3 separate regions of the Sus scrofa genome follow, and all the other regions are linked to region 1. Evidence: chromatin contacts called from public Hi-C and promoter capture Hi-C data. All regions are on one chromosome and are shown on one strand. The core of a region is the stretch at or near the end of the contact, and the rest is flanking DNA. Distances in the headings are between cores, read along the strand shown.

Region 1 (4,887 bases), core at 909-3,408:
TAGGGATCAAATCCAAGCCACAGCTGTAACCAGAGCCACAGCAGCGACAATGCCGGATCCTTAATACAATGAGCCACAAGAGAACTTTTTTTTTAAAGAAGGAGAAGGATGCATTATAGGTCCCCCCCCCATGTAACAATCATTAATTGGATTCCATTTGCCCAAAACAGCGGCTTAAGCCTAAAGTGAAATGGTTGACTTAAGTGACTGAAAAAGCCTGGAGTAGAAGAGCTCTTAATCCTAGCTTATTATGCCACCAAGACCATGTTTTTCTTCCTCTCTTGCCACTACAGTCCAGGCAAGGTTCAGTTGATAAATTCTGGAATGAATGTTTCTCAAAATCAGACTCTCTGTTAGTACTTTCTCTTACATATGCCTTCCTGGCACTAGACTGTTATCTCAAACATTGTCATTGCAGTAACAGGCTTAATCTTAAAGACAGAATCAGCAAAGGCACCAGATATTGAAATCAAATTCTTAAGTTTTTTACCCAGTTGTTTCCAAATCTTGAACACTCACATTCTTAGCATAAAGAGAATAGTCATCTGCCCGGACACATTTGTAGTCTTTCTCCTTGAAATACAATCCTTCCCTTCTGGCTTTCAAAGGGTTCTTGGCAAATACATTCACAAGTGTTCGGATATCACTGGGCATTACCTGCAGAGGTTAAATAGACCAGAGGTTGGCAAACCATGGTGGGCTGGCAAAATTTGGCCCACTACCAGTTTTTGTAGGCCTGCAAGCTAAGAATGGTTTTTATATTTTTAAGCAGTTGGGGAAAAAATCAAAACAGTAATTTTTTGATATGTAAAAATTATATAAAATTCAAATTTCAGTGTTCATAAGGTTTTATTAGGACATAGTCACTCATTCTTTTATGTATTGTCTACAGCATACCCCATGCGTCTTTACAGAAAAAGTTTTAAACTCTTATGTCCAAACCCAAACTTGTTTTTTCTTACACTAAATCCTGGTGATGCTACACAAAGGCTCCGCTCCTGGAGTTTGATGAGGGCTGCACAGTCCACATGCTTTGTTCCCAGGAGGGTATCTAACAGTAAGTTCTGCAAATGGCTCATGCTCCCTCAGCTCTGAAAAACGGAACTGCAGTTGAAAATGACCTGCTCTGGCTTTTAAAAGGCCCTGTGAACACAAATATTGTTAAGACACTCTGGACAGTTTTAATATCCACAATGTGCACTTTGAAAAGATGAAGAGTGATGAGAGTTCCTTTGTGGCACAGTGGGTTAAGGATCCAGCATTGTCACTGCAGCCGCTTGGTTGCTACTGAGGTGTAAATTCAATCCTGGGAACTTCCACATGTCCCAGGTGTGCGCCCCCCCCCAAAGAAGAGTGAAAACGGTGGGCCATCATCCAGTGTCCACCAATACGCAAAGAAGAAAATAGAATCATGGAAAGGTTATGAGTTTGGAAAAAATCATAGCTCATAATTTTCTAGCTATGTCAATGGTTTGCGTAAGAATCATTTAGGATTAAAAATTTATAGGTATGTGACTGGGTCACTTTTGTTGTACAGTAGAAATTGACAGAATAATGTAAATCAACTATAATAGGAAAAAAAAAACCCTAAAAACAAATAAAAAAAAATGTAAACCCTGACGAAATAGAGAACTATGGAGGTAAACAAGATTAAATTATGAGAAATGCTGGTCATGAGTCCTCACGTTCCTTTTCGGCTCAGTAGCATCAGCACCAACAATGAAACTGATCAAAACCCCAAGGGATTCAAAACAACTTAAGGCACCTAAGGTGACATTTCCCGCACAAATCCCCAACTCTTCTTGGACCGTCTTCAAGAGGACAAACTCCACAAACAGGCGTCCCTTGCCCGCCACTCCCTTTGTGGTGATTTGGCCAACGGGGGGGGGGGGGAGAAGCGGTGTTCCCTGGAGCAGAGGTTACTGAGGCGAGAGAGGGAGGTTAGTATCCAGTCTGGTTGCCTGGGAAGATGCACAGGATGCACAAAATGCTTGGGTGAGCGCGAGGGGACACTAGGTAAAGGGATCAGCCTCTAGGGAAGGAGCCCAGCGCTCGTCCAAGGGCTCACCAACAGCGCAGGCGCCCGTTAACGGACGCGGGGGAGGCGGGGCGAGAGGGCGACGTGCCCAGCTATTGGCTACGCCAGCTGCTCGTCCCCGAGAAGCGCTATGACTCGGTCCGCAAAGCGCCACCTGCCTCCGGCGCTGGCGCTAGGGATTTCTGAGTTCTCCCTCCGCGGGTTGGGGCTCCGGGGGCGTACGTGCGCGGGGTTCAGGAAGGCAGAGGCCGAGTCCCCGGACCAGGTGGTCCTGCAGAATTCGGAATCCTCCGCCCGTCTGGGCGCCCTCTGTCCACCGTGGCGCCAAGCGGACTCGTTGACGTCCGCTGCGGCGGAGGGGTCGCGCGGGGCGCTACGTTGGAATCAGTAGACGCGAAAAGTTCTTATTCGCGGAGGCGGCCGGCTCGTTTTCTCGCGGCAGCCGACGAGTCAGGGGCCGTGGGCTCTCGGGTTGGGTCCTCGCATGGTGCAGGGGAGCAGAAGGGCCTGCTAGTCTTGGGAGGGGAGCTGAGGTACCTGTCGCGGCCTGCAGTTTCCCCGCCAGCCGGGCGGAGGCCGCACACACCTTGCTGACGGGGTGGGAGGGGAGGGCCGGGTTTGTGGGTGCTGTAGGTCTGCGACCGGCGCAAGCCCTGTGGCAGCTTCTGCCTCAGGCACAGTCAGGACGGGTTTCGGTTTGGGCCTGTCAAAGCATGAAGAAAGGCAGATTTTGTTCAGAAGCCCTTCCTTCTCTAACAGGCTTAACCTGTGTGTGCTTCAGCAGCCAGAAAGCTGCAGCTGTGCCCATTCGAAGTCAGAAAACTGCAAATGCGCCTCCTAGAGGCTAGTCTTATAATTGGCTACACCGGCTGGAAGGGGCGATGCTGTGCGAAGCTTGAAATTCTTGGGGGCGGCGGGCAGATCGGTCCGAAGATCTATGCTTAAAGGAAGCTGTCTCTGAAGACGTCAGTAGAAACCTGTACTGAAGGCTTCTCTTGTTAGGGAAAGCGTATATATTTAATGTTCAGAGTCTCTTCCACGTCCGTTTATGGTTACAGATAATTGCTTATTAATTAAACAGAAGGGAGAATAAATGTGAATTCTCAGTACTAAGTAAGCTAATCTTTTAGTTTTTCTAGGGGCTCTTTTTTTGTGACCACAATGAAAAATTTAGACGATGATCTGATAAATGGCAAACTTCCCAAGCTCAGGAACTCAAAAGAATGGTTGGAGCCACAGCCACTTTCTTTCATGGAGGTACAATAGGATGGCATTTTGAAGTTTTATACTTGGGTCGTTGCACTGAGAAGTGGCTTAGGATGAATATATTATTTTTGTATGTTTCTATCGTCAAAATGAACATATTCAGTACCCCCGAAAAGTTTCTTCATTGTGTCCCTTTGTAATCCATCCCTGCCTTTCTCTAATTATAGTTTCTTTTGAATTAAAAAAAAAATTTTTTTTTTTTTTGGCTGCACCCATAGCGTGGGAAATTTCCGAGCCAAGGATGGAACCCAAACCACAGCTATGGCAAAGCCAGGTCTTTAACCTGCTGAGCCCCACAGGAAAGTCCTAAAATTTTTTATTCGAATGGAATATTGTGGTGTGTGTTCTTTTTGTCTGGCTTCTTTCACGCAGTATAATTACTTTGCAATTCATCCATGTCGTTGCATGTGTCAGTACTTCATGCTTTTTCATTTCTTTTTTATGCCGAATCCTGTATATCCCAGTTTGTCCATTCTATTGTTGGATATTTAGGTTGTTTTACAGTTTTTGGCTATAGCAAAGTTAGGAACATTCATGTACATGTCTTTGTATGGATATATGTTTTCATTACTCTTGGGTAAATACCTAGTTGTGAAATGGCTAGGTTGTATGCTAAATGGATTTAACTTTATGAAACTGCCAAACTGTTTCCCAAAGTTATTTTTTTTAATTATTTTTTTATTTTTTGTCTTTTTGCTATTTCTTTGGGCCGCTTCCAAGGCATATGGAGGTTCCCAGGCTAGGGGTCTAATCGGAGCCTACACCAGAGCCACAGCAACTTGGAATCCGAGCTGCGTCTGCAACCTACACCATAGCTCACAGCAACGCCAGATCCTTAACCCACTGAGCAAGGCCAGGGATCAACCCCGCAACCTCATGGTTCCTAGTCAGATTCATTAACCACTGCACCACGATGGGATCTCCTCCCAAAGTTATTTTATATTTCCACTAGCAGTGTATGAGAGTTCCAGTATTTCATATCCTAGCCAACATTTGGTGTAGTTTTTGCGTGCGCGTGTTTATGTATGCAATCTTTCTAAATCATATAGAGTGACATTTTACTTTTTTTTTTTGGCTGTGCTTGTGGCATACAGAAATTCCTGGGCCAGAGATTGAACCCAAGCCAGGGCAGTGACAAGGCCAGATCCTTAACTGCTAGGTCTCCAGGGAACTCCATCTCATTGTGTTTTTGTGTTCGGTCTTTTTTCCACAGCTGCACCCATGGCATATGGAGGTTCCCAGGGGTCAAATCGGAGCTATAGCTGCTGGCTTACACCACAGCTACAGCAATGCCAGATTTGAGCCACGTCTGTGACCTACACCACATCTCATGGCAACTCTGGATCCCTAACCCACTGAGCAAAGCTAGGGGTTGAACCCACATCCTCATGGATACTAGTTGGGTTTGTTAACCACTGAGCCACGACGGGAACTCCCCTCATTGTGTTTTTAATTTGCATTTCCCTAGTGACTAAGGATGTTGAGGATATTTTCATGTCTTATTTGAATTTAGAGTTAGACACATTTGAGTGTGAATTCTGGGCTCAGTGTAGGATTTTCTAGGCTTGCTTTCTTTTGCTTAA
Region 2 (4,799 bases), core at 2,152-4,651, 140 kb before region 1:
TCAGGAACTTCCACAGCCTCAGCACCTCCACCCCCACCCCTGCAAAATAAGGGAGTTTCTTCAACAGGATAAAGGGCAATCATACTCAGTGGTGGAAGGTTAAAAGCTTTCTCCTTAAGATAAGGAAAAAGACAAGGAAGCCCATTTTTGCCATTTCTTTTTTTGTTGTTGTTGTTTTTTTTTTTGTCTTTTTGTCTTTTGTTGTTGTTGTTGTTGCTATTTCTTGGGCCGCTCCTGTGGCATATGGAGGTTCCCAGACTAGGGGTTGAATCGGAGCTGTAGCCACCGGCCTACACCAGAGCCACAGCAACGCGGGATCCGAGCCGCGTCTGCAACCTACACCACAGCTCACGGCAACGCCGGATCGTTAACCCACTGAGCAAGGGCAGGGACCGAACCCGCAACCTCATGGTTCCTAGTCCGATTCATTAACCACTGCGCCACGACGGGAACTCCCCATTTTTGCCATTTCTTTTCGACATTTCGGGAGTTCGTTCCCCTTGTGACTCAGCAGGAATGAACTCAACTAGTATCCAAGGAGATGTGGTTCGATCCCTGGCTCATTCAGTGGGTTAAGGATCTGGCCTTGCTGTGGCTGTGGCATAAGCCAGCAGCTGCAGCACTGATTTGACCCCTAACCTGGGAACTTCCATATGCTGCAGGGGTGGCCCTAAAAAGAAAAAAAAGTAACAACATTGTACTGGAAGTTCTTAGAACAATTAGAAAAAAATTATAAATGAAGGCTTCCAAAACATAAAAGAAAAAGTAAAAATATCTCTATTCATAAATCCCATGATCTCGTATGTACAAAATACTACAAAAATCTATTTTTAAAAAATACACACAGGAGGTCCCGCTGTGGCACAATGGGATCTGTGGCACAATGGGATTGGCTTCATCTTGGCAGTGCCAGGACACAGGTTTAATCCCCCGACCAGCACACTGCATTAAAGGATCCAGCAAAGTTGCCACAGCTGCAGCTTAGGTCACAAGTGCAGCTCTGACCTGATCCCTCGTCCAGGAACTCCATATGCCGCAGGACAGCCAGAAAAGAAAAAAAATTAAAATAATAAAAAAAAGAAAATGAAAAATAAAAATAAAAAACATACAATTATTAGAAGTAATCAGGGAGTTCCCGTCGTGGCGCAGTGGTTAACGAACCCGACTAGGAACCATGAGGTTGCAGGTTCAATCCCTGGCCTTGCTCAGTGGGTTAACAATCTGACGTTGCCATGAGCTGTGGTGTAGGTTGCAGATGCGGCTCGGATCCCGCGTTGCTGTGGCTCTGGTGTAGGCTGGTGGCTACAGCTCCGATTCTACTCCTAGTCTGGGAACCTCTATATGCCGCGAGAGTGGCCCAAGAAAATGACAAAAAGACAAAAAAAAAAAAAAAAAAAAGAAGTAATCAATGTATTCAGCAAAGATGCTGGATAAAGGACCAACACACAAAAATCAGCAGTTATTTCTATACAGAAATGAGGGGGAAAAAAATCCCAAAAGAAATTAAGAAAGCAATTCCTTTTACCACAGTGATTCCTTTTCTCAAAAAAGAATACTTAGAATAAATTTAACCAAGGAGGCACAAGACTTGCACACTGAAAACTACAAAACAAAAACCTAAGTAAATGGAAAGATGTTCATGTTCAGAGATCAAAAAAAACCTTAACATTGTTAAGATGTCAATACGCCTCAAACTAACCTACCCATTGCAATCCAGTGCAATTCCTATCAAAACCCAAGTGCCTTTTTTCTTTTTTACAGAAAAGGTAGAGCTGTTCCTAAATTGCAAGGAACCTAAAATAACCAAAAATATCTTTAGAGAAAAAAACATTTGGAGGACTCACACTTTCTGATTTCAAGACCTACTACAGAAGCTACGGTAATCAAAACGTTATGGTACTGCATAAGGATAGGGCATAAAGGTAACAAGAATTTTGAGTCCAGAAATGAACTAATACATCTGCAGCCATTTGATTTTTGACAAGAATGCTCTCTTTATCAAATTGTGCCAGGACCAAAAAAAAAAAAAAAAAAAAGAGGAGGAGGAAGAGGCAACACTTAAAAGCCATCCATAGAAAAGTCTTTTGCCCTAAGGAATCAAACTCCTTATTGGGAGCTTCAATAGACAAGTTTCTAGAGAATTGGCTGAAAGTTGAACTCACCACAGGATTCCGGAATTGCACAACTGAAAGACAAGTTCCAAAGATTCACAGGGTGCCTTTACTTAGGTGGGAATGGCAGGGGTCCTTAGGTGAGGTCCAATATCAATTTGAATTCCAGCACTAAAAACTGTCAAGTAAGAACAAAAACTGATTTAGGCAAATTAAGAATATATTTGAAAGGATTATTCCAAGGAGGGTGGGGCGAGGGTGGGATGGGGGTGGGAAGAGACTATAAAAATACTGCTGGAGTACAATTACAATTGGGAGAATATCCAATTATACGCAAATAAATAAACTTTGGGTTTAGATAAAGACTTTATTGGATAGGATTATGCCGAAAAAAGGAAAAGGAAGTACTGCAATGGGGGGGGGTGAGGGACAAACCTTGTTAGAGGGGAGCTCTGTGACCATGACCCTGAGATCAGCAACTGTGGAAAAAACTGGGTGTGGTGCACAGTGGGACAGACAGGTGGAGATAGCAGTGATAACACAGACGATCAGTGTTTTGCATGGAACTCAGCCTATTTTAATGAGCGGTGGTGAAGGAGGGTTTGTATGCTGGATTAGGCTGAGGGTGGGTCAAAGTTTAGGAGCCTGGAGGAAGGAGAGAACCTTAACTTTGGTCAAATCCAGGGAGCCAGTGGGGGAAAAAATGTAATCGTAATGTATACATGTAAGGATAACCTGACCCCCTTGCTGTACAGTGGGAAAATAAAATAAAAAAAATTATTAAAAAAAAAAAATCCAGGGAGCCAGTATTTTGTCCAGACTGGTTAGTGAGTATAAGCAGTTCAGCTAATCCTTTGTGAAGCAAAAAGAATGGGGATTTGGAGGGTCTCTGTCAGGCCTCGTCCAAGGTAAACAAGGGGGTATCCGTGAGTCTTATCTAAATCACAACGGGGAAGGGAGGCTCCTCGCTGTCAAGCCTTTCAGGAACGTGGAAAGGTGGGGGGATTTCTTTAACCGTGGCTTTCCAGAATCACTGGACTCAGGGAAAGTTCAACATGGTCCGAATACAGAGAAATCTCTCCGCGGATTCAACCAGAAGCTGAAGAGGTAGACAGGTAAGTTGATGCTGAGTTCTCGGGTGAGCCCACGCCTAGCTCCCTGCATTTTCCGAGCAGGGTGAAGAGGCCACCACCAGCAGCGCCCGCAGCAAGGAGGCGGCCGCCATGAGGGCGGTAACGCTGAGGACCGACGCGGCCGCTGCCGCCGGCCCCGCCCCCCGCGCGCGCCCCCGCGGCCGGTGCGCGCGCCCGGGTCTGCGCAGCACCGGCCTCGGCGCGATCTCAGAGCTCAGCTGCCGGCTGCGGTGACCGTGGGAGGCAGGAGGGGGCCCAGCGGAGCGGCTGCCGAGCCTGAGAGGATCTGGGGGCGGCGGTGCTTCCTGTCTGAGTGGCTCCAGCCCAGCGGCAGGGGCGGCGGCGGCGCCCGCGGCCCCTGAGCGAATTGAGGAGGCCGCGAGGCGACGGCGCGGCGCGGCCCCCTCCAGCGGCCGCGCCCGGAGGTGAGTTTTCAGGGGCCGCGCCGCGTTCGGCCGGGTGAGGGGCGTAGGCGGGCGGGCGGGCGTTTCCCCAGCGGGGCGCCGGGGATCCTGGGGCCGCCCAAGCCGCGGGGCCCTTTCCTTGTCTCGGTTTCGGAGTCCGTGTCTGCGACCCCGAAAGGGCGGCCTGGGCGGGACTCCTGCCCAGCGCAGGTGAGGCGCGGCTCTGGGCCTGCGGTCTGCGCGTCTTCCCGAGCGGCCGACTGCGGGCAAGCGCAGCGCTTTGAAACTTCCAGTTCAGTTCTCAGAATGCAAACGCACAGTACAGAAATGCAAAGCGTGCCTGTTTGGGGCGAACATTCCTTAGGTAACCTCAATACGTGGCTCCCGCAACCTACGTTTTATGGTGTAGGCTTGCTCTTCGTTGTTTTCACATCTTTTTTTTTTTCCTATGTATCCATTTTTCTGGTTGTTTGAAGTTACTTGTTAGCAATAAGGGACGTTAGTGTGGCATCCAGCGTTGGTTACTCTGTACTTAATGTGAGATCATTGAAAATAAAACGTAGAAAATTGACAGTCTGTATTTATGTCGACGTGGAACTGTTACATATGACAGGTTGTGAACGACGTGAAAACCAGCTTCCTTGTTTCACAGTCGTGGCTTAAGTGTTCTGAGAGCTGTTCATAAGGTTTTTATTTATATTTTAGTTTAAATGTGAAAAACTCTTTAAAAAAAGTTGATCTTGTGACTTCTAAATATGTTGTAAGTCATTATTTTAAATTTAATTTTTTGGAGTAAAGTTAATTTACAATGTTGTATTAGTTTCAGGTGTACAGAACCAGTCATAGAAAAGTCCATTCTCTTTTCCTATATAGGTTATTTCAAACTATTGAGTAGATTTTCCTGTTCTACACAGTAGGTTCTCGTTAATGATGTGTTTTATACAGTACTATGTATCATGTAGATTTAGAAAGCAATTAAATCCGATGAATAAAGTTAGATCTAGGAATTGGTGAAATCCAAAAATGAGTAAGATTTGTGTGCAGGATGGAGAAAGTGATTAAGCACACAAATAATAATGATGCAAGACAGAATATGGTATTTGTTAATTATGTATTGAGCACTGACTCTTAACCTTGGCATGTGGTAAATA
Region 3 (4,284 bases), core at 1,694-4,193, 210 kb after region 1:
AAATAAAAATCTTAAGATTATTTAAGGGAGTTCCCATTGTGGCACAGTGGAAACGAATCCGTCTAGGAACCATGAGGTTGTGGGTTCAATCCCTGGCCTCACTCGGTGGGTTAAGGATCCAGCATTGCGGTGAGCTGTGGTGTAGGTCACAGACACGGCTTGGATCTGGTGTTGCTGTGGCTCTAGCATAGGCCGGCAGCTATAGCTCCGATTCAACCCCTAGCCTGGCTGGGAACTTCCATATGACACTGGTGCGGCCCTAAAAAGACAACAAAGGGTTGGGGGGAAGAGGTATGCTAAGTATATAGATAAACTAAAAAAAATGAATAAATAAATAAAGATAAAGAAAAAGAAAGATGGATAAAGAAGATCTTGAAAGTTGCTGAGTTTGATGGATGTATAGAGGTTCTTTTTACTACTCTTTTTTTTTTTTGGCTTTTTAGGGCTGCACCCTGGGCATATGGAAGTTCCTAGGCTAGTGGTTGAATCCGAACTACAGCTGCCGGCCTACACCACAGTCACAGCAACTCAGGACCCGAGCCATATCTGCAACCTACACCTCAGCTCAGGGAATGCCAGATCCCCCACCCCCTGACAAGGCCAGGGATGGAACCCTCGTCCTCATGGATACTAGTCGGATTCGTTCCTGCTGCACCGCAATGTAAGCTCCTCTTTTTTACTATTCTGATTTTGTGAAAATACAAAAAAAATTTTAAACTATAATTCCTATCCCAGCACATGTCTAACACATTTCCTTGTATTCAGAAGAGAGCAGATTTTAGACTCCTTGTTATGTTGAACTAACCTGCTTCCTGCTCAATAATTCAGTACAGGTCAAGTTTTCTGAGACAATTCTACTTTTCATTATAAAGGAATAAGTATATGCATTAAAGGATAACAAACGCAAACAAAAAATGCAAGCTTTTCTTCTGCTCATTAATACATTAAAAAAAAGGAGCCATGCACATTTTTTTCCACGTACTTCGAAAACACAAAAGCCTGTCCTTAAATTAAGCTTCTAAAACAACGTCTTACATACTTTTGAAACTGCAAGTGATATATGTCAATCATATCTCAAAGCTGGAAGAAAGAAATTATAAGGGAATCGTAGGTACAGCCAAAGAAACCAGCACATCTGAGATGCTGCTATCTTTAAATTTTGAGGGACGTCATTATTAATTTATGTAAAGGTTTTGTGATTGTTTCTAGACTACGTTTAGGTTTTATCACTGATTAACAATGTGGCAAACAAGCACAGGAGGAGAGGCAAATGATTTTCTTAAGAGGCTTAAGCAGCTTAACCTACAGAGTCTGTGCTACCTAAATTAAGCTTTCTGGAACACAGAATTTCCAGGCACACCTCACCTATTTCTGGGCAAGCAGGTAAACAAACACTAGTAAAAAACAAATAGAGCACTTAGTAAAGCAAACATTTTTGTGTTAACCTTAATTCTTATCACAAAGTGATTGGCTCTATCAAAAATATTCCTCATTCCTAATCAAGACAAATGAAGCATCCCTGCCAACAGCAATCATTCAGCGATAAAGCATAGGAATAATAAACCCAAAAACACCATCATCTTACAGAATGCAAAGCCATCTGCAGTTTCAACCTTGGCTTACCCATTCACTATGCACATATAGGCGTCTTTTTAAATGGTAATAAGCAGCAATAAACTTTACTCCGGCCCAAGAGATTACATCTCTCCGTGCTTCCTGTTCACCCTGGAAGTCAATAACGCTGAAGTCAAATTGTAACATTTCCCAACTTTGGTTTAATGTGAGCGGTGGACGCCGAGCATCCGCCCACTGGCCTCTCGTGACTCGGGCTACTTTGACGCACTGGGATGCGGCTCACCTGACCCTCCGCACCAACCGTTACCAAGAAGGAAAACCAACTCCGTGAAAATAAAATGGGGCCCCAAGGAAGCTCGCGGAAAGCCAGGGGGCCACGCCGCTCCCGAACCTCGGCGGCGTCCGCACCTGCCAGGAGAGGCCGCGGCCAGGGGCCGGGGCTCGGCCGCAGATAAGGGGCAGCGCGGTCCCGGCCCCTCACTGTCCGCCCTGGCCCCGCCGCGGGGACAGGAACCCACGGCCGGAGGTTTCCGCCAGGCGCCGCCAAGCCCGCCAGGGGCCTAGCTTGGGGGCCGCCCAGGCTCCCGAGGGCAGTCCGCGTCGTGCGGGGCCGTAGCCGCCTCCCAGCCCGGCCCCCGGGCCGGCCCGCGAGCCTCCCCGCAGCGGACGCGGCGGCGCCCGCACCTGCCCGGCGCCCTGCGGCAGCCCCTGCGAGCGCCTTCACCCACCTGGCGCGCCCGCCGCGCCTCCCGCACGTCACAGCGCGACCCCGCGCCCCTCGGCACCAGCAGCGCGGGCGCGGACGGACGCCGGGAGACCCTGCTCGGCAGCCGCCGCCGCCGCCGCCGCGCCTGCTTCGTCTTCAGGCCGCGGACAGCGAACCTGTTGCGCAGCCTGTCACGGCCGCTCGGGCTCCGCGGCGCCGCCTCAGCCCCACAACAACATGGCGGCCGCGGCCTCCGCAGGAAGCCGGGGGGCGGGGAGGGAGGCGACGGGCCGGGCAGCTGACGGCCCGCCCGCCGCCGGGCACCGACGCCCCCACCCTCAGGAACCCGAAATTGCCCCGGCGCGGCTCCGCACCCCCAGAGCCCCGGGTACCGAACCCCGCGGGCCTGGTCCTAGTGCTCCGCTCTCCCCTCGGGGAGGCCCCGAAGCCCCCGGCAGCCCTTCCTGGAGGGGCGCCGACCCACCTGGCTCCTCCTCCCCGAGGTGACATGTTGAGGTTGGGTGGTGCGTTTCCTGCCACTGCAGACCCCACGGTTTTGGAGAAGGGCAAGCTGTGCTGCACCCACAGGAGGTTTCCTCTGAAGCCTCCTTGCTCAGTCAAGTTTCTTCCTTGACCTGGGAGCAAGATTCCTCTGGAATGAGTGTGGCAGGAGGAGGCCGTGCCTCGCCTTGCTCTTGGGTCTGTTGCAGGCCTCTCACCCCCTCCAGGTATCCCAGGAGGACTCACCGTACTGAACAGCCATCCACTCAGCGTTCCTCACTCTCCTCCATGACAAGTATAAAGGGCGAGAAGGGGGCCTCCAGCCCCCATCCCTAAGCAGAGCGGCCACCCCGTATGCTCTGGCCAAGCAGTAAGAAGTCATCTCTCCTTGAACTCCACTACCAGCTGGCCTGCAGATGCTGAACGTTCTACCCCACCTGAGAGCTGCCTGACAGGTGAAGCTCAAATTCACTCTCTTTTTCCTCCCCTTTCAACTCCTGATCGCCTCACAAAAGACCATACTTGAACTCAGTCACCACTCTAGGAGGTACTCATGTGGCTCAGCGGGTTAAGAACCCCACTGGTATCCATGCAGATGTGGTTTGGTCTCACTCAGTGGGTTCAGGATCTGGCTTTGCCCCCAAGCTCCAGCATAGGTTGGGGGTGTGTCTGGGATCTGGCCTTGCTGTGGCTGTGGTGTATGTGGGCGGCTGCAGCTCCAATTCGACCCCTACCCTGGGAACTTCCATATGCTGCAGGTGCAGCCCTAAAAAGACCAAAAAAAAAAAAAAAAAAAGTCACCGCTGTTCATGGAGGGCTTGCCCTAGACACAGCACTCCTTCAAGAGAGAGGCTCCTTGTTGATGTTAGAGGAGGAGTCAGTGGGGTTCCTATGAGCATAACAAAGTGGGGGTCCAAGACCCAAGATTTCTCTTGGCTTTTAGAGGCAGAGTGGGGGCTGGTCCAGTATACAAAACTCACATCCCCATGGCTTTTGTTGGAAAAGAAGAAATCTGCAGATCACATGATTCCATGGCTTCCCCTTCATTCCTCACCTGTTGGGGCATGTGAAGGCTGGCTTGAGAGGGATGGTTTCCAAAACCCAGGCCTATCTGAACTAGCCACCCAACTCATGTGAGGAACTTAGCAAACATCAGTGATGATAAACAGGCTTTTCCTGCTCTCACACTCAGTGTTTTTCCCAACTCTTTGATTGGGACCTGACGAAGACCAGATAGACAGGTCCTGAGCTTCAGTGACACAGAGAGACCTGACTCCTTTGCATTAGCCTAGGAAGTCCCTTATCTACCAGAGACCAATCAGTCTATCCCTTATCTACTGAGGACCAATCAGTCTGCAAACAAATCACCCACTCTTGAATACATGGTCTCATTCCCATGACAGACATCACCAGTTAATTGTGGTTCTCCCTTCCAGAGCCCATACTTCAGTCCAAGCTTCTGAGTCCTCCTCAACGTAGTGCTCCAGAGAGGTATCCTGTAA

Evidence for each region. Promoter capture Hi-C pulls out the DNA fragments that hold promoters and counts their contacts. Hi-C and Micro-C count contacts between places; a contact is called where the count stands out from the background.
Region 2: a contact with region 1 is called in a Hi-C map of skeletal muscle, with 3 times the contacts expected there. A contact is called at or near these places in 3 of 5 promoter capture datasets (fetal liver and liver), 8 of 47 Hi-C or Micro-C datasets (embryonic fibroblasts, heart right ventricle, omental adipose tissue and 4 more) and 2 of 2 datasets of targeted methods (alveolar macrophages and skeletal muscle).
Region 3: a contact with region 1 is called in a promoter capture Hi-C map of fetal liver, with 2.7 times the contacts expected there. A contact is called at or near these places in 1 of 5 promoter capture datasets (fetal liver) and 1 of 47 Hi-C or Micro-C datasets (liver).

The regions. Positions count from the first base shown.
Region 1 is chr3:114,575,264-114,580,150 of Sscrofa11.1, reverse strand. LOC100738909 (protein FAM228B) reads left to right here and starts at 2,158. Exons shown (of 8, transcript XM_021088366.1): 1 at 2,158-2,303. The coding sequence starts at 2,169. It overlaps PFN4 (profilin-4), which reads right to left and starts at 1,887. Exons shown (of 4, transcript XM_021088369.1): 1 at 963-1,887; 2 at 520-657. The coding sequence starts at 1,079.
Region 2 is chr3:114,712,787-114,717,585 of Sscrofa11.1, reverse strand. UBXN2A (UBX domain-containing protein 2A) reads left to right here and starts at 3,401. Exons shown (of 7, transcript XM_003125368.6): 1 at 3,401-3,669.
Region 3 is chr3:114,361,978-114,366,261 of Sscrofa11.1, reverse strand. ITSN2 (intersectin-2) reads right to left here and starts at 2,943. Exons shown (of 39, transcript XM_021088358.1): 1 at 2,766-2,943. LOC106504180 (formin-like protein 6) reads left to right here. Exons shown (of 2, transcript XM_021088412.1): 2 at 2,086-4,284. The coding sequence ends at 2,915.